7 separate regions of the Mus musculus genome follow, and all the other regions are linked to region 1. A link is a contact called in public HiChIP or PLAC-seq, Micro-C and promoter capture Hi-C data. All regions are on one chromosome and are shown on one strand. The core of a region is the stretch at or near the end of the contact, and the rest is flanking DNA. Distances in the headings are between cores, read along the strand shown. Region 1 holds the start of Vcan (versican). Region 2 holds the start of Ssbp2 (single-stranded DNA binding protein 2). Region 3 holds the start of Atg10 (autophagy related 10). Region 4 has its middle 49 kb from the start of Atp6ap1l. Region 5 has its middle 71 kb from the start of Atp6ap1l. Region 6 has its middle 110 kb from the start of Atp6ap1l. Region 7 has its middle 140 kb from the start of Atp6ap1l.

What was found. Promoter capture Hi-C pulls out the DNA fragments that hold promoters and counts their contacts. A called contact is a pair of places that touch in the nucleus more often than the background predicts. HiChIP or PLAC-seq counts read pairs in DNA pulled down with a chosen protein or histone mark.
Region 2: a Micro-C map of embryonic stem cells shows a contact between it and region 1, with 13 times the contacts expected there. The contact joins the promoter of Ssbp2 here to the promoter of Vcan in region 1. A contact is called at or near these places in 3 of 39 promoter capture datasets (hippocampal neurons, liver and pre-B cells), 3 of 484 Hi-C or Micro-C datasets (embryonic stem cells, pre-B cells and uterus), 2 of 115 datasets of contacts at active chromatin or transcription factors (astrocytes and embryonic stem cells) and 1 of 9 other capture datasets (liver).
Region 3: a promoter capture Hi-C map of hippocampal neurons shows a contact between it and region 1, with 2.0 times the contacts expected there. The contact joins the promoter of Atg10 here to the promoter of Vcan in region 1. A contact is called at or near these places in 3 of 39 promoter capture datasets (hippocampal neurons, liver and pre-B cells) and 1 of 484 Hi-C or Micro-C datasets (pre-B cells).
Region 4: a promoter capture Hi-C map of cranial neural crest shows a contact between it and region 1. The contact joins the enhancer-like site here to the promoter of Vcan in region 1. A contact is called at or near these places in 21 of 39 promoter capture datasets (the 3T3-L1 cell line, 3T3-L1-derived adipocytes, the C10 cell line and 12 more), 2 of 15 datasets of contacts at CTCF or cohesin (pro-B cells and stem cell-derived epiblast-like cells), 51 of 484 Hi-C or Micro-C datasets (3T3-L1-derived adipocytes, the AML12 cell line, the C2C12 cell line and 30 more), 35 of 115 datasets of contacts at active chromatin or transcription factors (the 230-238 cell line, the NIH/3T3 cell line, astrocytes and 20 more) and 5 of 9 other capture datasets (adipose tissue, embryonic stem cells, liver and 2 more).
Region 5: a contact with region 1 is called in a promoter capture Hi-C map of liver, with 14 times the contacts expected there. The contact joins the enhancer-like site here to the promoter of Vcan in region 1. A contact is called at or near these places in 20 of 39 promoter capture datasets (the 3T3-L1 cell line, 3T3-L1-derived adipocytes, the C10 cell line and 13 more), 4 of 15 datasets of contacts at CTCF or cohesin (the NIH/3T3 cell line, large pre-B cells, pro-B cells and 1 more), 79 of 484 Hi-C or Micro-C datasets (3T3-L1-derived adipocytes, the AML12 cell line, the C2C12 cell line and 41 more), 39 of 115 datasets of contacts at active chromatin or transcription factors (the 230-238 cell line, the NIH/3T3 cell line, astrocytes and 26 more) and 5 of 9 other capture datasets (adipose tissue, embryonic stem cells, liver and 2 more).
Region 6: an H3K27ac HiChIP or PLAC-seq map of the NIH/3T3 cell line shows a contact between it and region 1, with 12 times the contacts expected there. The contact joins the enhancer-like site here to the promoter of Vcan in region 1. A contact is called at or near these places in 4 of 39 promoter capture datasets (the C10 cell line, cranial neural crest, frontonasal cranial neural crest and 1 more), 1 of 15 datasets of contacts at CTCF or cohesin (the NIH/3T3 cell line), 4 of 484 Hi-C or Micro-C datasets (LSK cells, bone marrow-derived macrophages, embryonic fibroblasts and 1 more), 14 of 115 datasets of contacts at active chromatin or transcription factors (the NIH/3T3 cell line, astrocytes, cardiomyocytes and 10 more) and 1 of 9 other capture datasets (liver).
Region 7: an H3K4me3 HiChIP or PLAC-seq map of embryonic limb bud shows a contact between it and region 1, with 13 times the contacts expected there. The contact joins the enhancer-like site here to the promoter of Vcan in region 1. A contact is called at or near these places in 3 of 39 promoter capture datasets (cranial neural crest, embryonic stem cells and neural stem cells), 6 of 115 datasets of contacts at active chromatin or transcription factors (the 230-238 cell line, embryonic forebrain, embryonic limb bud and 2 more) and 2 of 9 other capture datasets (embryonic stem cells and liver).

The regions. Positions count from the first base shown.
Region 1 is chr13:89,740,724-89,744,254 of GRCm38.p6, reverse strand. Vcan (versican) reads left to right here and starts at 1,743. Exons shown (of 15, transcript NM_001081249.1): 1 at 1,743-2,182. The region is part of intron 1 of Gm4117 (a long non-coding RNA gene); the gene reads right to left.
Region 2 is chr13:91,459,507-91,463,037 of GRCm38.p6, reverse strand. Ssbp2 (single-stranded DNA binding protein 2) reads right to left here and starts at 1,941. Exons shown (of 17, transcript NM_024272.4): 1 at 1,790-1,941. The coding sequence starts at 1,851.
Region 3 is chr13:91,222,216-91,225,746 of GRCm38.p6, reverse strand. It overlaps Atg10 (autophagy related 10), which reads left to right and starts at 1,760. Exons shown (of 8, transcript NM_025770.3): 1 at 1,760-1,808.
Region 4 is chr13:90,854,128-90,857,658 of GRCm38.p6, reverse strand. No RefSeq gene overlaps it. Among named protein-coding and RNA genes, the nearest start is that of Atp6ap1l, 49 kb to the left of the region's middle. Within about 2 kb of position 1,683, at least 6 of the 459 cell types and tissues checked have an H3K27ac peak or open chromatin away from gene starts, as enhancers often do.
Region 5 is chr13:90,832,454-90,835,984 of GRCm38.p6, reverse strand. No RefSeq gene overlaps it. Among named protein-coding and RNA genes, the nearest start is that of Atp6ap1l, 71 kb to the left of the region's middle. Within about 2 kb of position 1,659, at least 3 of the 459 cell types and tissues checked have an H3K27ac peak or open chromatin away from gene starts, as enhancers often do.
Region 6 is chr13:90,795,054-90,798,584 of GRCm38.p6, reverse strand. No RefSeq gene overlaps it. Among named protein-coding and RNA genes, the nearest start is that of Atp6ap1l, 110 kb to the left of the region's middle. Within about 2 kb of position 1,579, at least 54 of the 459 cell types and tissues checked have an H3K27ac peak or open chromatin away from gene starts, as enhancers often do. A contact at or near this core is called in the NIH/3T3 cell line, embryonic fibroblasts, myocytes and 2 more, where this site is marked.
Region 7 is chr13:90,760,649-90,764,179 of GRCm38.p6, reverse strand. No RefSeq gene overlaps it. Among named protein-coding and RNA genes, the nearest start is that of Atp6ap1l, 140 kb to the left of the region's middle. Within about 2 kb of position 1,844, at least 18 of the 459 cell types and tissues checked have an H3K27ac peak or open chromatin away from gene starts, as enhancers often do. A contact at or near this core is called in embryonic limb bud, where this site is marked.

The sequences.
Region 1 (3,531 bases), core at 494-2,993:
TAATAACTTGAAGCGTTTCAGAGAAAAAATCTATCTACCCCAATGCCTGGAATATAAATAATAATGGAAATTCATTATATTTTATTTTTCTTCTTTCTGAATGAATTCCTATTGATTCAAGAGCTGTGTTCTGATAAGCATCTCTGGTCTGTGCAAGCTTGGGGTGAGTCTCTTTCCATACCTGGTTGTGTTGGCATGTTAAATGCAGTGACTGAAGTCTGATGTCAAGATGTGGCTCTCATTCTGCACAATATATGGGATGAAATTTCAGTTTTAGTAATGGCAGTACAATCGTCGCATAAAGGTTAAATAAGTCACTGTAAGCCAAACTGATTTCGAAATGGCCCGTAGTACAGTTAAGTCACTCACTACAGTGAGTGTAAGTAAAAGGACACATGAAATACACACCGGGGGATGAAATTGTACTGATAATCCTACCACATGTTTATCACTTAAGATCTATGATCATATTGAATCTACAAACCTTAGAAAAGGAGCCCACATGCAGAAGGGTCTAGGTTACAACTTTAGAACTGTGGTTGGCAGCCAATCTAATTAAAGAAATCCAGGGTAAAGACAAACTCTCTGCGTTAATCACTACCGTTTCTGAAGCCCTGTGTTTGATGTCATTCTCTAAGCAAAACATTCAGAGTCAATAATTACAAGGATATTTCCATATTGGTGTAGGAGGAAAAGTTTGTAATTGTTTCAGTACCCTGAGAGTTACTTCGACATGTCTTGCGAACTTATTTTGTCCTCTCTCTAGAAACTCATACTAGACTTCAACGTAACGGAAAATTCAAAGTCGCCCTTTTGTGAGGGTCAGAAATCCTTTGTATTAACTGTTTGACCCTTTGCTCTTTAAGGTCCTAATGGAGTCTTTTGTGATTCAGTGAAGGGTGTGCTTCTCTATATTGATGTTGTTTACATCGATGGATAAGCCTGAGTAGGGGAAAAAAAAAATTGCGAACGTGAAAGATTCCATTTCCAGACAACATGGAAAGACTGGTAAGTCAAAGAAATCTGAGTTAGGCAGAAAATTCTGCAAGATATCCTGTGAAAGACAGAGGTATGGAAGAAGGAAGGAAGCGAAATACATTTAAGGAAAGACGCGGATTTGTGTCAGAGAAAGGATTCTCTTTGAATGGGACAAGGGATTGCTTGGGGGGATTTCCTGTCCAACCCTTTATTGCCAGGGTCTTTGTGTAGGGCCTGATGCCGCGGGCTCCCCATTGGGCAGTTCCCTAGGGAGAGCAGTCACGAAAAGCTTTTGCGTCTCCCTGGGGCTTGGGATCTCACTTTCTCAGTATCTCTTTCAGGTTGGCAGGAGCATTGAGCCTGACACCTCTTCTGATGGGACGAGCAAGCTCCGTGGTCGCATTAAACACATTATACGCAAGTTCTTGGCTGATGTTATAGAGTCCCGTCCGCTCCTAAGGACTGACCATACTTAATTGCTCTGTGCTTGCTGGCCGCAGCAGAGCCTGGGGACTCCTTTCCCCTAATTCAGAAGTAGCAGCCCAGGGCGGGGAAGAGGGGGTGGGGTGGGGATGGGTGGGAAGGCAGTTGTTTGAGACTGCACAGCGAGGTGGTACCGAGTCGTTGAATGAGGAGCACGGATTCCCCCCACCCCCAGCCGATTGGTACTTCTCATCAGGAAGAAACGCTGAGAGGTGGGAGTGCCTGGCCAGGGAGGCAGGCGGTCCCTACCGCAGGCTGAGGGAGCTCCTTTCCGCCCCTCCGCCTGTTTCCAAGCTTGGGCTCTTTGGAGTGACTGAGCTACGGAGCTCTTCAGGAGCCTGTGAATGAACCCTCCTCCTCCTCTCCCTCCTCCTTCTCGCTGAGTCTCCTCCTCGGCTCTGACGGTACAGTGATATAATGACGGTGGGTGTCACAACCCGCATTTGAACTTGCAGGCGAGCTGCCCCGAGCCTTTCTGGGCGAAGAACTCAAGGAGCGCGGGCGCAGCAGCTGTGAGCATTAGGTGCTGTGGCCAAGCGCTGGGACAAGGATCTGCCGCTACCAGCGCATCCTCTCTCCTCTCCAGCTCTGTCCCGCACTCGCTGCACCCTTCCCCAGGCCACCGCGCTTCCTATGTGATCTTCCGGGGCAACGCGGAGCCCTTTCTCACAGCTCAGCAGTGAATTTCCACCCCGAAAACTGCAGTAAGCCGCCTTTCAAGGTAATCACTTTTCTTTTGTTCCCCCATTTAAAAGAAAGAGGGAAAACTTGTTGGGAAAAGAAAACCGTCCAGCTTAGTAGGGGGAAAGACTCACATTGTAATTGGAAGAGGGCTTTAATTAAAGCCAAGAGGACTAGCTGTAAGGCGAAGTTAGAAAAATGTGCGCACTTTCAAACATGAAGGTAACTTGTTAAAGAGATGAATTCAGATAGACCTTGGTGCTGAAAAAGAGCTAGACAAAAGAAGTCCGGGGTGGGGTAGAGGAAAAGGACAAACCGAATAGGGGGAAGGGATTTTGTAGCGAAATCCTAGAAAAGTCCTGCTATCTTGAGTTGGAGGAATGGAATGGACTCCTCACACCTTGATTTTGTTCTCTTTAAAGTGGTCGAGGCAAAAGTTTGAATGGAGAGTCCCCAAACTTGCCCAAATGCAAGCCCCTGAAACCACCTTAGGGCAGACCACCTGGTTTCCTGGCTCCGTGTGTGTGGTCAGTATCTTTGGTTCCTGGAAAGTCACCTCTGGGCAGCTCCTGACAAGGCAGCAGGATACTTTAGCGGCCCAGGACCTGCACGGACATGACCCTTTCCCCCAACCCCTCAGGCAATGTGGGAGGCTATCTGGCAGGGGTTGGGTAGGGTCCTGGGGCTGCTTTTCTTTGATGACTTGAGGGCTGTCAAAGCTCTCTCACGTTGCCCCTGTGTTCTTTTGTCCTGCGCGTGGTGCTCCCGAGCCAGCCGGGAAGGCGCATTGGATGGGGGTGGGGTTGTTGGAACACCGTAGAGGTCTGGGAGGCTCCTGGGCGGGAAAGCTTTCCCTGAACTGGAGGGGTGTGCAGTATCTCCCCCCTCGCTCTGGAAAACGAAATGAAGGCTTGTCCCCCAATCTTTACTAGCAAACCAGGACCCATAGATTCTCCAGACAAAGGTGGCGTGGAGACTCGAGTTGGGGACCAATTGGTGCAGTCTTCTCGCCTGGATTACAGCAGTCCTCTGTTCCCTTCTGTATCTTCATCCGCTCCCATTTCTCCACTTGAGTTGAGCAACTTTACGGGCTGGTGGAGTGGTTGTGGAGAGTGCGTGCCGGGTTTCCCCGGGGACGCCCTGGCTGAGAAAGTCCTACTGCCCTGAGTAGGCGTGGGCATTGCAGAGACTTCTCTAGTGCCTGCAGACCCGGGACATCCCGGTTGTCTCGGTTTGTTCTCGGTGTCAATGGGCGTGGACTGCTCAGAGGGGTTAGACAGAAGAAATAGTGGTAAGAAAATAATGTCATAGCCTAAACTATTTGCTCTCGGATCCAACTACGTTCGCCTCCGCATGTCCTACGTGTTCTCGGGATCCCGAGGAAAGGGA
Region 2 (3,531 bases), core at 692-3,191, 1.7 Mb before region 1:
AAACCCAAATTAATACCAAATTCAGTCAACCCCCAACAAGATTCTGTTTTCAATGAATCACATACAATTCCTTTCACTCCTCAAACTGTGAAATTCGGGTATTTTATAAACATTAAAGCATCCTCCTCCAGATGTTTTTATCAGATATATTACAGCCAAATGATTAATAAGCACACAGTAATATTTTAGAACTCCAAGTCCAGTAACTACAGTTTCTTAACCAGGCAATAAACACTGTATGTTTTTTATATTCCTTGTCACAGCAAGATCTTTAAAATACCAGGGGTGAAGGAATCAAAAACATCTCTCCATTAATGTTGTTGTTGTTGTTGTTGTTGTTGTGTTTTGTTTTCCTACATCAGGGCCTGCCACCTCTAAACCCTATGGGAATTGTGTGTGTATTGCTGCCAACACAAAGATTAGAACATGTTCCCCTCCCTGGGGCACAACAAACTTTCAAGGGTATGACTAACTGCCTAAGCAAGGGGGGTAAACTCCGTAGCCTACACATTTGGATTTTTTTATTTACCAAGCTGTTTTTGTATGCAAGAGACCCAGAGTACCTCTGAGAAGGACTTGCTCTCCCCCAGCCTGAGTCCCCTCAGCAAGACAGTATGTTCAATGACAAGGATAAGCTTGACGCCCCCCCCCCGCCCCCAGCAGACCCAGTACAGGGAATCAGTCTGAACATCTGCACATAGGAAAAAGGGGGGGGGGGAGGGTTCTTCCTCGGTGTCAGAGTCACTATTCGCTCTCATTTTAGTAACAACCAAATCGCCGTTACAAGTACACAAGAATAGCAGCCAACTAGCCTGCTCCGCAGCGTGCCGCGACCGTGGCACCTCGGCTCCCCAACGTCCTCCGGGTTCCCACCGAAGTTACCACCTGTATCCCCCACGACCCAGCGGAGCGGCTTGTGCCCAGCATCTCTGCCGCAGCCCCCACGCCGACCCGCGTCGGGTCCACACCGCGGGCAGCCCTCCTCGCGGCGCCGCCACGGCCCACGGGACCTGCCCTCCGCGCCCGCGGCCACCAACCCCCGGGGACACCGCAAGTCTCAAAAAGTTCTGGGGCCGCCGCCGAGCCGGTGTGCGGCGGGAGGCAGGAGCGCCAAGCTCTCGCGACCGACCCCGCGCGGGCCAGCACACACTCTCCCTCCGGGAACTCGGCGCTCCCACTCCCAAACTTCCCCCGCCGCCCCGGACCCGCCCGCCAGCCAGCTCGGCCTGCGCCGGGAGAACCCGCGGACCCGCGTCTCTGCGCCCGCCCGCCCGCCCGGCCCACGCCCGCACTTGCCCTCCGCGCCCCGCGGGGCCCCGCTTCCGCCCGCCCGGCCCGCCGTCCTCTCCCCTCTCCACGCTCGCGGGCCCCCGCCGCGGCCCCGCCGGACCCCGGCCGCCCCGCAGCCCGCGCCCCCCAGGCCCGCCGCGCGCCGCGGCCCGGCCGTCCTGGACCACAGCTCCAAAGTTACTTTGCGAGGAGGTGAAGCCGCGGGTGGTTCCCCTCAACCACCCAAACAAGTTTCCATCCCCGCCGCCGCCGTCCCCCCGCCACGCGCGTCCCTCCCGCCGCCCGCTGCCCGCGGCCACCCACCCGGGGGGCTCCCCCGTGGAGGCAGGCGGCCGCTCCCCGGAGCCGCGCGCCCCCGCCCCGCGCCTCCCCCTGCAGCCCACCCCCGGCTCCCCCGCGGCGGGGCGGCCGTGTGGCTGCGGTTCCCGGAGAGTGCGAGTGCGTGCGCGAGTGTGCGCGCGTGCGAAGGCGGAGGTGGCTGCGGCGCGGAGACACTCACTTCTCCCGGGCCTGGCTGTCGGACGGGACGGCGCTGCTGTTACTCTTGCCTTTGCCGTACATGCTTGTGCCGAGAGCAGCTCCCACTGTCACGCACCTGTCAACCCATCACAGCCTCCCCGGGAACAGCCCCGTCCCCATGGCGACCCACGCAGCCACCCCCACCATTGGCCGCCCCACGCCAGAGCTCCGCCCTCCTCGCCCTGGCAACGCGCGAGACTGACAGGCCTCCCCTCCCTCCGGCCTGCCGGAGCGCGCGGCGGCGGCTCGGCCTAAGCGGCAGTCTCCTCCCTCCCTCCCTCCCTCTCCCGCTCCCTCCCTCCCTCCCTCCTTCCCTCTCCGCCGCGCTCCCCCTCCCGCTCTCCTTCCCCCCTCCCCCTCCGAACCCGGGCGCTAGGGGGGAATTAGAAACTGCTCTAGAAGGATTTTAAACAACTGGCTGTTCCCTCCGCCGCCGCCCCGCCCCCCGCGCCGCCCGCGCCCGGCTCCTCACTGGAGAGAAGGCGCGGGGAGGAGGGGAAAGTGCGGCCTGGAGTGCCTGGCAGCGACTGCGGAACGGGAGTCGCGGCGGCCCCAGACTTCGGGGCGCCCGGCGAGTCCACAGGCGGACCCGCGGACCCGGCGCCGGGGTCCCGCCAACCTCCTCTCCCGCTCCTCTCCGGCCAGGCACCCCGGGTCCGTACCCGCGGTTGATCTCATCCCTCCTGTCTGGGGTGTCGCCCCAATCCCGTTCCCGGAGGGCCAGCAGGCCGGGGACGCCCGCTCTGAACCCTCGACCTTCTGGCTCAAGGACTGAGCGAACCTCTGTCTCTCCCTGGGAGGCACCGTGCCTCCCATTGGGGCGCCCGCTGAGGTGCTGTCGCCGGCTCTGAAGTCAAGCCCTGAATCCCAAAGGACCACCCTCCCTGGCGTCTGCCTCCTGTCTAAGAGGGGACTACACCCCCTCCCCTTCCCAAAGAGGTCAAGAGACCGACTCGTGGGACCGCAGTGGCCCAAGGCCTGGGTCCCTACCTCCCCAGTACTCTGCACAGACCTGCAGCAGACCAGGGGCCCAGGCATTCTCTACTCGGCCTGCTTTTATAGTTTGGATGGGCAATGTCATTTCAATTTGACCCTTGGACTGGAAAGATTCAGAGAAGGCCCTGAAAGACATCCCTGTATTTGCCCAGCAGAATAGGCCGCAGAGCCCAAGATGTGCAAAGCTGTGCCCAAGCTGAAAACTCCCGGAGAATATTTTTGGATCCAAGTCCCTAATCTCATTTCAGTGAATGCGCAAAAGTTTCTCAAGACACACGCAACCTGGTTTCTGATAGACTCCATCCTTTATTTTGTTAAAGATCCTTGGCTGTAAAATCAGACAGAGTAGAAATCCGGTTGAGAGAAGAGATGAGCTTCAAATGGGAGGTGACAGGGGAAGAGAGGTGCCATTGGGGTAGGACATGGAGACCTCAGAAAAGCATGAATAGAGGAGTAACGGTTATGCTAAGGAAAGGAAATAACATTCAAATGAGGAAGCATACCTTTCTATTGCACACAGCTTTAAGCATTTAGCAGTAGGATCATAAAAATGCATATGGAGATGCAGAGATAGATGGAAAGGAAAGAAATGGAGTTTGTGGGTTCTGATAGCAAGTGACAGAAATAAAACAGCAGAAGGTTAAAGAAGGGCAGTGAGTGAGACAGAGGGAGAGAATCAAAACGGGCTGGCAACTGAGCATCAATCAAAGACTGGGGGAAATAAAG
Region 3 (3,531 bases), core at 511-3,010, 1.5 Mb before region 1:
CAGAATATTCAAATATGACGGGTAAGCAGTCGTAGTCGCTAGTTCATTTGAGCTTTCCTCCTCTTATTTTGTGATTGCTTCATTGTTTTATTCAATGACTACTCATTTGGAGTCTTATATGAATCTAAGGATGCTAGAAACCACGCCCTCAGGAACTTTACCATGCTGTGTGCAAACACCGACTAGAACCGTGGTACAGGGAAATGCACTGAGGTGACGTGACTTACATCCTATTTTTTTGTCTACCATAGGTGAATCATGTCATTTGAAACTGGCTCTGGTATAGAATGCCGGGCTTAAGCTAATGTGGTATAATTTGTGGTACGTATTCTAAAATTTTGAGTACAATAGTATGGTAAATTAATGATTCTTATTTTTACATGGGCAGGTTTTTTTTTTTTTTGGTAATTTTTACTTTATTTTTAGAAAATAATAAAGCAGACTTGGCTGCTCTAGAATTTCCTCTATAGCCCAGATTGGCCTTGAATTCCTCTTGCCACCACCCCCTATTACTTCACTGAGTGCTGGGGTTATAAGCATGAGCTGCCATACCCTACAAATAACTTCTTATCCTTCAAAACAAACTAACACGTCAAATAGAAGCAGGTTAAGATGTTCCAAGCTTTAATCCTAACACTTAGATGTAGAAGTATTTACAGTTCCAGGCTAGCCTAGGCTACAGATTCCTTCTAATTAAAAAATAAATTAAATTAGGTGCTACCAATTAATTAATAGTTGCTCAAAAAAGTTAAAGTTCATTTTTACAAAACTGTTTTAAAACTATTTTGTGTGTGGCAAAATGTCACTTTTTTTGGTTTTTGTTTTGACAAACAAAATAGTGGTTTAATCATCAATAAAACCAACAATCAGAAACTACCATCCTTCTACCATCCTTCTAACTTCTAAGCCCCTTTTAAAGTTAGCCCCTTCCCCATCTTTTGCCAGTGGTCACTACAGATCTATGTTCTGTCCAATTATAAAACAAACTCAGAACACATACACACACACACTGTTAACCTTTTATTTCGAAACAATATGGACTTACAGGAAATTGCAAAACCATTACCTAGAGTCCCAGGAATTTATTAGCTACTTAACATGGTAATCTTACACTACTTGCTCAAGACCAAAATTTCCCTTTTCACATTTGAAGACAGCAGTTTCATTTTGCCTGTTTCTTTTCTAAGAAATACTGTACTGTTTAAAGGACCAGACATGCTTTTCCTGAGATATTCTATCGGTCCCCATAACCCCTAAGACTCCTACATCTTCTGGTATTTTCCTTGGCCCTACCATTGCCTCTTGGTTTCATTTTACTGATTGGTATTTTCTGATTTTTGTGCTGCAAATGATACAGTTACTAGCATTCGAATTCCTAACTTCTCGCCCCAGCCTTAAATGGGTGGCAGTGACCACCTCATTTAGCTGGTACTGCTCTCTAGGCTCTTGGGGATGCTCGCGGCCCTCATCCTGGCTCGCACTCTACTTGTCACGAGTCCCCTGTTTATAGCCAGGCGTCTAGAATGACTGCGTGTGGGGAAGGGAGTGCAGATACCCTGGCTCGGGGTTGCCCCTGCCTGGCCGAGAGCACCAAGCGGGTTAGGCTCCGGGAAAGTGAAGGCTGCTGGCGCCCGGGTTGCAGGAAGGTCTCGCCCGGACGTCACCGTGCAGCCCCACTGCGCATGCTCACCGCAGCGCGGGCAGAGCTCCTCCGCTGCCGTGTCGCTCCTGCGGTCCCGGCCCCGCCCCGTCCCTCCCCGCTCCGCCCCGTGCGCGCCGCCGGCTCCAGGTCAGGGCGAGCGAGCGGGGTGAGTACACCTAACCTCGGCGACCTAACCACGGCGGTACCTCCGCCGCTGCCTGCAGCCCTCGCCCGCCTCCTGGGACCTGAGAAGGGTGGAGGATCGGCCAGCCAGTAACAGGCCTGGGAGGTGGGCGCGGGCCGCCCAGGCGACCTTTCCACCTTGTGCTAGGAATGTGCTCACGTGACCTTGAAACAAAGGAAGTTAAGTGACTGGCAGGCTTTTCAGATTTGCAGCCAACACAACCTCCTCCCCCCATAATCTATAAAACCGGGAAGGTGGGGGAGGGGGGCGGAGATAAAGGACTAGTTAACTGATTTATAGAAGCCATACTTGCATCTATAGTGATAATTATGAAAATCTTGGTAGTAAAGCCCAGGGTTTCAGAATCAAAATGGAGCCCCATTTTCTGCAGTTACATGTTTTCGGCAAGATGTAAATTGTTTCCAACTGTAAGGAAAAAACAAAACAAAACAAAACAAACCAACCAGAACAGTCTTGGGTTTGTTTTTGAGAGAGATTTGTACTATGTAGCCCACGCTGGCCTGGAACTCTAAACAACCCTGCCTCTGTCACACAAGTGTTGGGATTCCTAGTGGGCACTCTCATGCCTGTTTTACCTATCTTGAGCCTCTTGCCTCAGCCTCTCCTCAGAGAAGCTGAGTTTATAGACCCCCATCTCAGGTTACAGGGGCCATCAGCTTCCCTCCAGTGCTTGTGTTCATGTTTTAAGTTCTCTTTGACAATTGGCTTCCTCTTTCTAAGTGCAATAGTTCTTTTCCAAAGGCTTACTTTGGGTCATTATAATGTGACAGTGGCCCCCACTGTGGTGATGAAAGTGAACATTTATGATGGTTAGGGTTGGAGAACACAGACCCTGTGCAGGACTCAAGTCTATTTTAGGATTCCAGGTACCATTGCTCCTCATTGCTTCCAAAGTGTCCGATATTGACAGGAAAAAATGACACAGAATGAAAAACTTAGCAGAAAAAAAAAAATTCAGAGCAACAAGGGAGTTAAAAGTCTCACAGAGCAGTTTTAAAGACGTCATGCCTGAGCTTGATGGCCTATCCCTCTCACCCAAGTGTGGGGCAATGGGCTATACACACCCCAGCCTGGCATAGCTAGAGGCAGAGCTACCTCCATTTTGAGGCTAGCCTGCACTATGCATGGCTAGATCCTGTCTCAATGAGCAAAAAAAAAAAAAAAAAAAACCCAGAAAGTTGTTATTTATATTTTAATGGAAGAAACTAGAGTAAATAGTTCTAAGCTGGATTCATTTGAATATGGAATATTTCAAGATTAGGGTGTAGATCTTACTATACAAAGTGGGGATATCTAAGACAGTGCTTTAAAAATTATATCTTTCCCTGTCTAGATTTTCTAGATTAGGCTAGCCTTGAGCTTCCTGGACAGCTAGGGCTGACCTTAAGCTGATCCTGTCTCCACTTCCCAAGTTCTGTGTGTATTAAACACAATGCCCAGTTTATGTGATGCTGGGAATTGAACTCAGGCCTTTGTGCAGGCTAGGCAACCATGCTGCCAACTGTACCACACTACCCCCACAGTTTTATATTTTAGACAGGGTCTTACTGAGTCCAGTCTAGTCTAGAACTCACCATCATGTTGCCTCTAGAGCATAAACATCTACTACCATGCCCAGAACAAATTATATCTTGATAGCACTTTTTAACGTTCAATAAATTTCTTAGAAACATAAGCATCCCTT
Region 4 (3,531 bases), core at 434-2,933, 1.1 Mb before region 1:
GATTTATTTATTTATTATATGTAAGTACACTGTAGCTGTCCTCAGACACTCCAGAAGAAAGAGTCAGATCTCGTTATGGGTGGTTGTGAGCCACCATGTGGTTGCTGGGATTTGAACTCCTGACCTTCAGAAGAGCAGTCGGGTGCTCTTACCCACTGAGCCATCTCACCAGCCCCTCATAGGTCTTATAAATCAAAGTCCAACATATTTACTTTGTTCCCTTATTAGTCTCTTACTGCTTGATATTTTTCAAATATACAATACTCATGTAATCTTGTCAATCTGATAAACACAATTATCTTTAAAATCCTCATAGGCTCTTCACATTTGTTTGATTCCTGTTAATTCTTCCTATTCTTAATCATGCCAGGATGAAAGTGGCATTGGGATTTAAAAGAAATTCCATGAAAATATGGGTGTGCTTGTCATATGGCTTCTGCTAAATCCAGACACCTGATTGAGACCCTCCACTGGCCAGCTTGATTGCATGCCTCAGATGACTTTGTGGACAAGGCTCCCCATTTTGAGCTGGGAGGAGCTGTGAAGTCCTCAGAATCAATTCCAAATTAGTAGATTATGCTGCCAACCCTCTCCCATCAGATGTGGGTGGTGTCCTGTAGATTTCCAAGGTGTTGTCACTGGAACTTTCTTGAGCAGAGATGTTAGGACATTCAGCTGTGGCAAAGACAAGGATGCCTGTGCTTCCAGGGAAGTCTGTCCAGTTTCCTCTGGCATGGGGGACTGTCTTGTATCACCACTGCCTCATGTATGCTCCAGGGAGTACAGTATTTGCGCCCATCATAACAAGCTGTGTCTGACATGAAGGAAACATGACAGCCAGCTCCAACTACTTCCTGTCTTCATTAATCATCTACATCTTTAGAAAAACATATATCTAGAACTCAGTCTCTTTGATTAAGGACAACACCTTTTGGGTATTTATAATTTATGAAGCTTTAAAGAAGATGAAGTCTTAAAGATGATTTGATACGTTACTATGTTTGAGTCGTTTCTCAACCTCAGATTTGGCCCATGCTGAGTTCTCAGTTTGTATAAGCGATGCCTTTGGTCAGAGTCTGTTGTTAGAGTCCCCCAGTTTTAGGTACTGGAAGACACTGAGGACAAAGAGGGCACAGACAAGGACTCCCTGCCGCCAGTGCTTCTGTGTCTGTTTTGCCCTGAGGTTCTCTATTGGCAGAGAATGGTGAGCTGGGGAAGCGCATGCCCACTGGGGTGGCTTACAATTGGACCTCACGGATGATCTACCACACAGTCTCTAGTCATTTGGTGAACCGAGCATGGGACTTGTCAGAAACATTTTTCTTCAGTGTTTTAGTGTGTGCCCTGTAAGGGAAATTTAATCCATATGTGTCAAAGATTCATTTACACTTAAATCACTAAAGCATTGTTCTGAGCTTTTGATGTCTGACAAGTCTTTTGACTTTTTCCAAGCAGTTCCAAGTTCCTTGCCAAGGGCAGTCCTAATCCTCAACAGTAGAAAATGCAGATTTTCTCCTTGACTCCAAACCTCTTTGCTTCCTTCGCTGGGAAAAGTTCTTTAGCAAATTCACATTTACCTGCCTCCATTTCATAATACCTCTGGGCAGCAGAGCTTTGGAGGGGTACAATGCGATACAGGGTTATTTCCACATCTGGTCCTGGTCTGGGCCTTGGGGGCCTGTTTTCCAACTTGGCATGGGGGAAGGGATGTATTTTTCTTTCATCTACCTTTACTGAGTGAAGGTACTATGTGGTGCAAACCCCCGAATATTCTCTATCCATCCACTTATAGTCACAGAAAGGAAGAAACCTGGTCTCATGGAAAGGCACTTGGGTAAACGCATTAATGAACATGAATGGCCAGAGAGGGAGAGTTTCGTTGGGTTCCTCCCAGGCTGGGAGTTACCCCGCTGCCAGTTGCACTGACAGTCCTTAAGTCTGACAAACGGCAAGAGGCAAGAGGAGACTGCACAGCTGCCTGGTGTACCATTGCTTTGTCTCTGAACCAGCAGTCCCTGGCCCCCTATCTCAAGAAAGACTTTAGTTACCTGGGTTAGGTTTGGGTCTGGTCCTAGACTGTGTAGTGAAGGCTTCTCCGACCGGAACTTCCGTTTAATGCTTTGTTTGGCTGTTTTCTTGTGCTAGTTCCCATGGTCACGTTCCCTTTCTCTTTTCTGCTCACAAAGCATCCTGATCTTCCTGTCATTGAGCAAACAGGTGGTAAATCTAGTCCTATGGAGTTTGTACTGAGCACAGGCCGTTTCCTAAGCATCACTGACAGCTGGAGGTAGAATATGTCTCTTACATTTCTTTGTATGGCCCTAGTGCCTACAACAATGCCTGGCATACTACTGTTGCTCAGGTATTATAACATTTACTGAATAAATGTAGTGTCTATGTCTATGAAAGAGTAGAGCTAGTTTTAAAGGTTGAAACTCAGTTATGAAATGTCAGTTGTAGATTGAGTCTCAATAAACACCCTTGGCTTTTAATATTTCTTTTAGTTGTTTTACCATCTAAATCCTGAGTCCATATTAGAATGGACATTAACCAATGACAGTCCATGGGGATAACACTTTTAAGAAGAAGTCTTTATGCTGCCCTCTCGTAACTTGTGGATGTCACAGCTGGTTATTTACTGAAGACAGAGTGAGACTGTCTGCAGATGGGTAAATTTGTGTGAAGGCAGTGTATAGGGCTATAATCCACTTCCTGTGATAGTCTGGTCTTTTCTTTATGAAGTGATGTTTCCTCTTTGCAATGTGAGGCTTAGACTATGCTGTAGGTTATATGTGACGTGTCCTCCATAAGCTCACAAGTTTGAACACTTTGACGACAGCTCATGGCGCTTGACTGGGAGATGATGCTTCGCTGGAAGAAGTGTGTCACCAGGAACAGACCATGAGGTTTATAGTCTAGTCACTCTTCCTGCCCAGTCTCTAAATGGTCCTCTTCTAAATGTTTGTGTGTTGTGTGTATATCTGGGGTGGTGGTGCTGGTGAGGACTCCCAGCTGCCACAACAGAACTACCTGTCACCATGCTTTCTCTGCCACGATGGACTGAGTTATCTTAAATCATAAACCAAACTCAATCTTCCCTGTTGGGAACTGCATTTGTGACTGTTCTGTCACTGAGGCAAGAAAAGCAGTGAATACAGACTGGTTCCGATGTTCTGGACCTTTTATACTGTAAGGCTATTAAGTCTTTTGAGAGCATCAGGATTTCAGTTATTGCAGAAATCTATGCCTGCTGGTCTCCACCAGTTTTCAGAACGTATGCAAAAAACACAATCATGTTTGTTTGACAATCATTGGTAGCATCTACTGGTTAGAAGTCAAGAGGAATAGCACTTTCACTAAGTGTGTGGTGCCCATGGAAGTGAGTGTCAGGAAGAAATCTACTGTTCTGCCTCTATTTATCAGTAAGCATGCTCCCAGGATACTGTGGAAGACTTGCTGAGGTCTTTGTCCTTTTAGGGATTTGGACAAATGCTCTGCTGTGTGGATTAGTTATGCTTTCTTGAGGCTGCG
Region 5 (3,531 bases), core at 410-2,909, 1.1 Mb before region 1:
AAATAAATAAATAAATCTTTAAAAAAATTATTTCTGGGTCAAAAGCATTCATTTGCTAAATGTAAACATAAAAATTACCATATCTTGTGTAGCAGTATTCCGGAATATATTCAATTTTTCATATATTAGAGGTTTTCAAATATGTAATTGGTTCAGAACTTGCTTAGCCTCTGAGAGGCCCTGAAGTTACAGCTAACTAACAGCCAGCTTTTGAGGTCCTTTCGGCTTTCGTTTGCTGCCAAATGACCCAGCTGGTTCCTATGGTCCTAGATCATGAGAACAGATTAGCTTCACTATAATTCCTGATCTTCCTTACATGAATACTTCAAAGATGGGACCAGTAGCATCATCTTTCAGGCTTTTCATGTTCATAGGACACCAGAAACTTTTTAATATTTTACCAGTTGAAGGAGAACACTTGTTAGAGATGTTTCTTTGTAAATGGAGGGAAAACAAAGGCCGAGTCCCTAAACTTCTCCAAGGATAATTCAAAGCAAGGCTGTAGGAACAAACCGACAGTGTACGTGTATGTGTGTGTGTGTGTATGTGTGTGATTGTATGTGTGTGCATGTAATTGGGGGTCTGTGTGTGTGTGTGATTTTGTGTGTGCATATAATCAGGTGTGTGTGTGTGTGTGTGTGTGTGTGTGTGTGTATGTGTGGATTGTGTGTGTGCATGTAATCCGGGGTCTCTGTGTGTGTGAATGTGTGTGATTATGTGTGTGTGAATGTAATCCAGGGTCTCTGTGTGTGTGTGTGTGGGTATGTGTCAGTGCGTCATTTTAGTCTGTTTGTCTATCTGCCTTTGTGTATTCACATGGTCAATCCTAAACAGCCTTATGTAGTAGAACATGTACACAGAACCGGCTCAGGTGGTGGGCTCTACTTGTAAGAGAATCCTTGGCTTTGCCTTTCCTTGGGCTGAAAGTACTGATGGTTATCTCTAAGAAATATCTGTGTTCCGTTTCCATTTAGATTTGGAAACTTGGGTCTCTAGAAGCTTCCAAAAGAAGTGTCTAATTGGGCCAGCAGGGGAAGTCATGATGCAATCTCCACATGCTTTGTGCTTTTTGGTCGCTATTTCCTTTAGAGAGCCAGGTCTGTGACTTGCAAGACACTTGGTACTTCAGTTTATTGTACATTTTGTTTAATTATTTCTAACTATAAAATTCTATAAGTTTTTGGTAGAATTTTGGAAAGAATAGAAATATATACTAAATACAGGCTAAGTTATGAATAAGATATGCTGTCAAAAGTGACAATTCTAAAAAACATGCTATTGACTCTTGCTAATTATTCGATTCTATGCATGAAAATTAGGCCATTAAACATATCAGCATAACATCAGTGTTCTCTGCTTGGTCATCTGCAACTGATTGCAGGGACTCTAAAATACAGTTGGGGACCTGTTTAGGTGCCACCTTAATCTAAAAGTTTTCTAGTATATATTTTGATCTTTCTATTCTCTATTTTTATACGAAACAGTGATGGTTATCATTTACTGTTGACTTTGCACCTGTCATTGTGCCAAATTCTTTACATGGTTCACTTGCTTTAATATTTAACCTGTTTTGTATATTTTTTTAAAGCACTAGGTATTGCAAACAATGAAATATTACTTCAGTCTTATTTTGCATGAGGAAAAGTTAAGGAATTTACTTTCTCAGGATTGCACAATAGCAAGTGGTAGGGGTGACCCAGCCCTGCGTTCAAAAACCCTCTCCATTCAACATTATAATCTTAAAATTTCTTGATTTCTTGCAGAGGCGAGGGCACATTCAGGTTAGGCGGGACATATCTGAGCACATGAAAGGACATTAAACCCTTTGCTTTGATTTCAGCAGAAATATGTCCCCCGCATCAGGTGGTGACAAGCCTCATGGGGTTTTTGCTCTGGTGACAGGCTGTAAATGCATGTGTGTGGCAGGCGGTCCTGTGAGATCACATCCGAAAGCTGGCTGGACCCATTTCAGCCCTTTGCAGTGTTGATTTAGACAAGGGGTAGAAGAGGCAACCCCCTCTTCTTTGGCTTAGAGTATTACGGATCTGCAACTTCAAAAGCTGTTTGCAATTTTATATTCAAGTCTCCCTGCCAAGGTGCTTGTCTTATCTTAAGTCAGTTGGCCAGAACTGTTCTGAGTAAGAGGCTGTTTCCTTCAGCTTGCAGGGAAGTTACAGGGGGGTGGGTGGTGGTGAGGAGGGGGTAGGTTGTGCAGAGGTGAGTGAGGCTGAGAGTATGGCACCAGTGGGAAAGAGGAAGGCATGTGGGAGAGGTCCTTCTGGGTAGTGTGGGAAGAGGGGAGGAGACCCTCTGCAATGAGCTACCGACCTACGAGCCTGAGGCAGAGGAACTCAGGTCAGATCTCAGGGGTCTGGCTTTCCAGTCCTGAGTCTTTGTTGGCTATGAACAATATGCTCACCCTCCTGGGTTAGCTTCTCTTTTCTGTTTGTTCTAGGCTTGGCCTATATTTACTTTATATCTAGATTTTCATCCAGAATATATGGAATTTTCAGCCCTATTGATGGTAGAACACTGTCCTGGGAGACAACCGAGGACAGACTTTCCTTTGATTTTTGCTCATATCAGCTTTCTGACCTTAAGAGACCACTTCTGTGACCTCCAGTTGCCTCACTTATAAAGTGAGAATCCAAATACCTGACTTGTACACCTCACAAAGGTTCTGAGAGGCTCAAAGGTCAGGTGTCAGTGAAGATTTTTGTAAAATGATGTTTTCTAGATGCTCAGTTAAACAGACAACTGAGCTCAAAATGCTACTGTCTGTTTTCTGTTACTCAGGGATGGCAGGGAGTTTTCGCTTTGTGAGCCAGTTCTCATTGACTGGTAGGGGCTGTTTGGAGCTCCACAAGAAGGTTTATGAGCTTGGCCTAGGTTCATTGGCAGTGCTGGTATTGATTAATAATGTCTGCCATGAACAAAGGAGTAGACGAAATAGTTCTTATGCTATATGTTTGCTCTCTCTGCGCAAGAGAGGTTGTTTTAAAATCTGGCTGATCACTTAGATCACCCACATTAACTTGCTACAGACACCTTCATGTAACCCATTTTAACTCAGTTTGTGATGGGTGAGATCTGGGTAAGGATCAAGGATATTTCCAGTCTTAAGGAAAACCTTCCTTCCTGGTTATTTTTATATGTATGTAAGTTTAAGTCCCATTGCCCTTATTTAAAGTTGGTCAAAGATTGAATCTCATGGAGTTGTGGGGTTTGGAATAGAATGCACAAGAGTTAAGCAATTTTTTTGTAGATAGGCCTGAATAGTGAGGCCTGTGGCTTTCTGTGGGCAGCCTAACTCCTTACTCTTTAAACAGATTGGTTATTTTGCCCATTAGATAGATATCATACCTGCATTTGTAGGCAGATCATTTTTCATCTTGGCTTAGACAGCCAACATTACTCCCACCAACAAACATAGCCACTTTCTGATGCTCATTTCCCATTCTCCCTCTCTGTTTTGAATCAACATTAGGTTGCCATCATTGATTTAATAGAAAATGAAAAACGAAAAAAATT
Region 6 (3,531 bases), core at 330-2,829, 1.1 Mb before region 1:
TGGGAACCCAGATCTACACTAGTGAGTTCTGGAGACATCATCCGACCCTAAGCAGCCCAGGGAGAAGCAGGGAGCCCCAAGTGCATTTCTAGGAGAAGGAAACACATGGTATTTCACAAGGCTGGAAATATATAGCTAGGGCAATATAATTTATTCTGGGAATTGCATATTAAATTGCACTCCAGATACCAGGTTATATTTGGTGGTTGACTAGAAAATAGTATGCTATTTATCTATTTAAGGCTAAAAATCTCCAAGATTGCTTTTTAAGCCTATAATCGTCCGTGAAAATAAACAGATATTTCTTCCTTGATTGAATGGCCTTTCTCTTCGGCTCATTTTGGAAAGCTCTTACAGAATTTATCTGCAGCTGACCATGTCTGTCTTTCAGATTTTTCCCCCCCTCTTGGTTACTGGAACCTCTTGTGACCTTGTTCTCTTGAAACATCATGCATTAGATAGACATCACCTCATTTTAGCTTCATCGGAGCTCTCTGTGTTGGATCTCTTTCGAAGGCCAGTCTCTCCAGGGAACTACATTTGTCTGAGTGTGTGGTCATCTTTGGGTTAGGCCTTCTCTCTCCTGAGCTCCCTCTAAGTACCTTCTTGCCTCCCTCAGCCTTCTTGTTGTCTGCCAAGCTATGAACCATTCCTTCTTTTGGGAAGTTCCCGTTGCCCCAGTTCTCAATAAATTGAAGGCCTTTCACCTCTGATCTTCTCCAGCTGGGATCTTTCTGCCGTGCTAGTGGTGTTTTATTGACTGCGCATGCCCGTAGGGCATTTACTCACTATCGCCGCCATTTATCTCTCATGATATTTTGGGCTTTTTTGAGCTGTTTTTTTCCTTGCCTCTTCTTCTGACATGTGTATCACCGTGCTGCTGCATGGGCCGGATGTGAGGATCTAACCTAGGAACCTTCCTTTGGTAAATGGCACTTCTCACTTCAGGGCAGTGTGCACAGGCTGTCCACGCTGTGGAGACTGAAGCAGAAGAGGGCTTGAGAAGCTAGGCTGTCCTGGGGGAAGCTGTGGGGAAAGCTATGTCAGTCAAAGCTCTCCCCTTTGTGTTCTCCCACACAAGGAGACTTAAACTCTGTACTGACAGGAATGACTGACTCACTGGGTCACAGGAATGTCAGGCAGATGATACATCAGCCTGGAATCCCCGGTCACTATTTTCACCATTTAAAATATTCTGTGCCGTCACTGCTTTGTGTGTGTGTGTGTGTGGAAAATTTTCTTTCTGGAACTTTTATGACTAAGTCATCACTTTCTTTGCCTGAAAACTTTGTCTGGGACAGCAGCTGACTATGTTTTTCCTTTTGCTTCCATTACCTTTCTTCCTCCGAATACTGGAGGAAAATTTTAGCTCCATTGTCTGACCTGTGGATTTTGGACTTAGACTGAAGAAGGCTCTTTCCACTGGGGATGGAGAGTGAGGTCAGAGGAGTTGGGGGTTCTGAAGTTAGGAAACAATGTCTGCTTCTATCTTGAGGCCGTGGATTAGGAGAGGTGACATGATCCTAGGATTACATGCCTGGCTAGTGGAATATAGTTCTGCCTGGCATTAGTCATAGTGAGACAAGAGTAAGTTCCCTTTAGGCAGTAAGGGCGGGGTCCATTGAATCATAAGTGGTGAAGCATAATGACCACTCCCTTGCTGGGACAAATGACATGTAGTCACTTCTACAGTGAGGCCGAGGTATATGGACCCATTTCTGATTGACCTGCGATGACCCTAGCTTTGACCCTAGATGAGACCAGTCTTAATAAACATCACCTTAGACCAATCATAAGACCTATAAAAGGCCACCGTGCAGGGCGGTGTATCAGTGTTCCTCCCCTGGAACTCCACTCAGAAGTGGAATTGTCAGGAGCTCTTTTTCACTTTTTCTTAATAAATCAACATTCGTTCTGTTTGGTCTTTGCCCATGTGTCCTTATTCTTCCTAGATGTGAGATAACACATTTGAAAACTATAGGGTGGCTCTGGTCATCATTGCTTGTCCTGCACCACGAGCTCCCCTCCGAATTAAGCTCCCCAAGACCAAGGAAGTTTTCTTTGCTCTGGAGAAAAACCAAAACCAAAACCAAAACCAAAACCAAAACCAAAACCAAAACCAAAACCAAAACCAAAACCAAAACCAAAACCAAAACCAAAACCAAAACCAAAACCAAAACCAAAACCAACACCAACACCAAAACTAAAATAAAAAGCCAGAAGGAAACCATAGCCTTCTCATCCTCCATGGTGTCTCTGCCACACACCAAAGGCCAAGCTCTGATTTTGTTCTCCTATCTTTATATATATATAAATAATTATTTTATCATATATATGATATATATAATTTCAGCTCTATACGTATGAGTCACTTTTCCTGTTTAATCAAAGCATCAAGTTCCTATTTTATTATATATACTTTATATTACTATAGCTTAAAATGATCACATTCCTATTTTCACACTAGAGCTAAGCCATTTGAAGGCATCTAACTTTAAAATTAGATTCCCTGATATGCCTTTAGTGCCCTTTGCACAGGAGTGGGTGGGGAAGCCATAGACTTGAGACTCAGCCAGAGGTAAAATCAAAGTTCACTCTAAAGCAGAATAAACTCACAGTAAATTGTCAAGCGATAATGTCCAAAGAATGAAGTGGTCGGGTATAAAGGAATAGTAACTGGAGCAACATGAGAACATGTATAAACTAAAACAAAATACGAATATGTTTGGGAGATGGAAGTGAAGTTCTGGGACATAGATAAGAACAAATGACATGATTTTGATGGGAGGACATGGATTCTGAGTATAATGGATGCACACAGCAATGTATCTTATTTTTATAGTAGAGTTTTGTTTCTCTCTATAAAATATTTCTGTCAAAATGAGTTTGAACTAGATTAAAAATCATTCCATAGAAATCTACAGAAATACATTGAAAGGAGAAAAGATTGTCCTTGGTTGTATTTCATAACAAACTTACACCAATCTGCTGACTGGAAATGGATATAATTTGAATATATCTGGAATATACTTTAGTTTTTTTGGCATATATGCAATGCATGTGTATAATGTAGTGCATATAGTTTGATTATATAATATTTGCATATGTAAGTATAAAAAGCATACATAACATGGCAGCATATTTGACTCATTAAAATAGTTACTTTTAAATACGTGATTATTATATGCTTCTTATATATTTTCTTCATTAATAAACTTCATGTGAAAATTGTAGTTGAAATTACTAAAACATTTAAAAAATACTGCATGGAGTCTGCCATTGACTTGATAAATGATGAAGTGTTCACTAAATCAAATACTTCCTAAGGTTGGCCATTTGCATACTACTGTAGCAAGTAAGAAATAAACATAATTCTTTCAGGAAAGCTATTAAATAATACTAAAATAATGAGGAAAATTGCAGTTGTGAACATTGCCAAATGAAATTGGCAGATGAGGGTTGCATGTTGAACGGATAGAATTTATTCAGTGGCTTTATGGAGAATGACTTTGAACTCATCCATGAATATTG
Region 7 (3,531 bases), core at 595-3,094, 1.0 Mb before region 1:
GTAATTATTGTAAATGAAATTGTTTTTCTAATTTTTTTCAGTAAGTTATTTATTGAGGAATTAAAAAAGATACTGATTTTAGTAAATTGAAAGTTTTATGTTGTGTTTCTGTCCTATTATTTTAAAATCTTTTTATTTCTGTATTCCCCCCCCCCCCCCACTGGTTTAATATAGGCAACTAGGCAGCTTAGACGAGAGGGAGAATGCAAGGCAATTCTGAATCTATACATTGTGTTTCTGAGCAATTTTTTTCATCACAGTCTCTTCCTCAACTGATTTGTGATCTTATTATAAACCAGGCTACTTTTCATGAATTAATATTAAACTACCTTGACTAGGGATCCATCCCATGGGTGGGCACCAAACACTGACACTATCACTAATGCTATGTTGTGCTTGCAGATAGGAGACTAGCCTGGCTGTCCTCTGAGAGGCTCTACCAGCAGCTGACTTAGGCAGATGCAGATATGAACAGCCAATCATTGAACTGAGTTTTGGAACCCCTATGGAAGAGTTAGGGGAAGGCCTGAAGGAGCTGAAGAGGAGGATGACCCCATAGGAAGAACAACAGTGTAAACTAACCTGGACCCCTGGGAGCTCCCGGAGACTAAGCCACCAACCAAAGAGCTTACACAGACTAGTCCAAGGCTTCTAGCACATATGTAGCAGAGGCCTACCTTGTCTGCCCTCACTGGGAGAGGGTGTGCCTAATCCTGTAAAGATTTGATGTCTCAGGGAAGGGGGTTTGTTGGGGATGGGGTGGGGCTAAGGGGTGTGGACGAGCAGCCTTTCAGAGATAAGGGAGTGAAGATGGGGTGAAGAATTCTGGGAGGAGGGACCATGAGAGGGGCAACATTTGGAATGTAAATAAATAAAACAATTAATTAAAAAAGATTAAAACTGAGGCACATTGACAATCTTGAGGAACTTTCTTGGGGAGGGCAAGGATGGCAAGAAGCAGAATGCTATTTTGACTCTGTACCACATTCTGCATTCTTGGCCTCTGCTCCTCACTGGATACCAATTCCACTGGAGTGTTTAAAGTTTCTCACAATAAAACAACATGCTGACCCTAAATGGGGCAAGATCTCAATGTAATTCTCCAAACTCTTGTTGAATGAGATCTGTGTTTCTGTCTGTTCTTTCTCTTACATATGTATTTCTTGGTTGTGTGTAGAGGCAGGGTGAAATAGCAACATTGTTTCACAGAAAGATTACCATTTGAAAATATTTGACCTATGTGGGTTGAGTTATTTTCTGAGAGCCCAGGGTGTTTGGAAAGAGGATTGTAACTTTAGTTGTGTAGATAACAAAAGGAAGCAGTGACATACAAGTAAAAACATTGTGTCAACTCTTGCATTCATACATACTTTCCGTCCCCGATATAACCATGTTTTTATTTTTCTGATTAGGTTCTAAACCATTTGTATGGTGGAAACTAGGCTTACTTTAATGAAGGCTCCTAAACAGGTATCTAGACTCTTGATGAACACTGATGGACTACGGGAGTTTCCCAAAGGCGTTCCTCAGTGTCTGGCCTTTTCTGTGAGAAATGGCCTGGAGTTGAAACATGGGTCCTTTGAATTGGGATGTTTTCCTGAAAGGTTTCACCACAATGACATTGATTAGCTGCCAGACTAATTGCTTGCCCCCCTCCAGCCATGTTTTGAAGGCAAACTGGGCCCAGGGGTAACATAACAGCATGCGCTGAGGCAAACTTTCCAACAGTGCTCAGAAACCTCCCCCCTCCAATGAGGAAAGTGACCTTTGGTGAACAAATGTTCTTTCACCTTCAGTGTTGAGAAGCTGTTAACACTGGGCCCTGACGTCACATGACTGATGCATGACTTCTCTGTGGCAGAGCTTCTCCTCTTTCCCCTTGGAGCTGTGAGCTCTTTATATTGCTTTCCTTTGATAAGGTGGCTGCATTACCCATAAATTTGAATGTGTTTTTAACAACCTGGTGGCTGCTGGGATAGTGCTCTGCCCAGCTGCAGGCTTCTAGTTCTTCTCTCACAATGCACAGGACTAGCTAGCTCTGTTTAGGAGCATGGCCTCCTGCTAGGAGTCTGAAGAAAAGGTTTTTGACCCATGCTTCTTGGTTTCTTGTTTTGACCTTAATTTGTTCCAGACAAATAAGAATGAAAATGCCTTCTTTGAGTCTGTTAAAGCAAAGAAGGTGAAAATGTAAATTCCTTCTTTCATGTATGTATGTGTGTGTGTGTGTGTGTGTGTGTGTGTGTGTGTATACATATATATATATATATGCTTTGCTTTGCTTTCTTATGCCATATGGGACTACCTGCCCATGTATTACTTACCTACATACATCTATCACTAATCAAGAAAATGCACAGCAAACGTGACTACAAACAAAATAGATGGAAGCATTTTTTCAACTGAAGTTCCCTTTTTCTACAAACCTATTGTGTCAAGTTGATAAAAATCTAAGGAAGACAAACTTTCTCCCCCAGTGCCTGTGAGTGTGTGTGTCTGTGTGTGTGTGTGTGTGTGTGTGTTCCTCTCTTTCCTTGAGCTTGCAATCTTTGTGGCCCAACCTTCTGAGGGCTAGTATTAGAGAAGTTTTTATGACCTTTACTCTATGTAATGTAATAATTTACAAGATTTTTTTGTTTTTGTGTGTGTATGTAAAAAGTATTGCCCCTTTGTTTTAAAATTTTAGCTGTTCCAAAGGATGTGATGGGAAGCTCTTGTGGTGTGGCTTTTATTTGTGTTTGTAGTGTATGGTGCTGCCATTTAAGTATATTTTAATGTTCTTACTAATGAATTGCTCATTTGTTTTGTTTTGTTTTGTCGACTGACTTTTCAAAGCACTTGCTCATTTTTTTCTTTGGGGGGGGCAACCAGTTTTCTAGGTGAAATGGCCCCAGGGTTTAGTGCCCATCTCACACTCATGACATGTGGATGTTACCTTCTTTCCACAGTATCTTTACAATTGCCACGTGGAAAGGAGGGATATTCGCATAAATGAGTTTGCAGTGCATACAACCTCCAAGTTATTCCCTTTATAGGCACACCCCTCTGAAGCTAAAATGAGAATATGTGATTCACCCTAGAATTTTCATTTTATCCCACTTAGGCTCATATTTATTTAATTATGGTAGGTTAAAAATTACTGGATAAATTAAAAAATAAGCTAACACTAAGGAACATTTTTTCCCCTAAAAGGAGCTGTAGAACCATGTGCTACTTAGTTATAAAATACATGTTGAGTAATATGAATTATTTTAAAAGAAAGAAGACCACAAAGTTAAAATGTTTAACCATTTAACAAGCCCATTAAGCAGCATGCTGACCTCTGACCCTCGGGGTTAATTCTGGTTCTACCTTTGTGGTATTTTCCAGAAGGAAATGTGTCTACCGTGCACTGCTGCCACATAATCTAGTGATATCCTTTAAAGGTTAAGAGGTAACTGTGCTCATTAATTTAAACACCAAAGCTGTGTACTTATGTTCCTGTAGGTCTCTCACTTAACTCACTAGGATCAAATAATGAGCCACGGCCCCAAT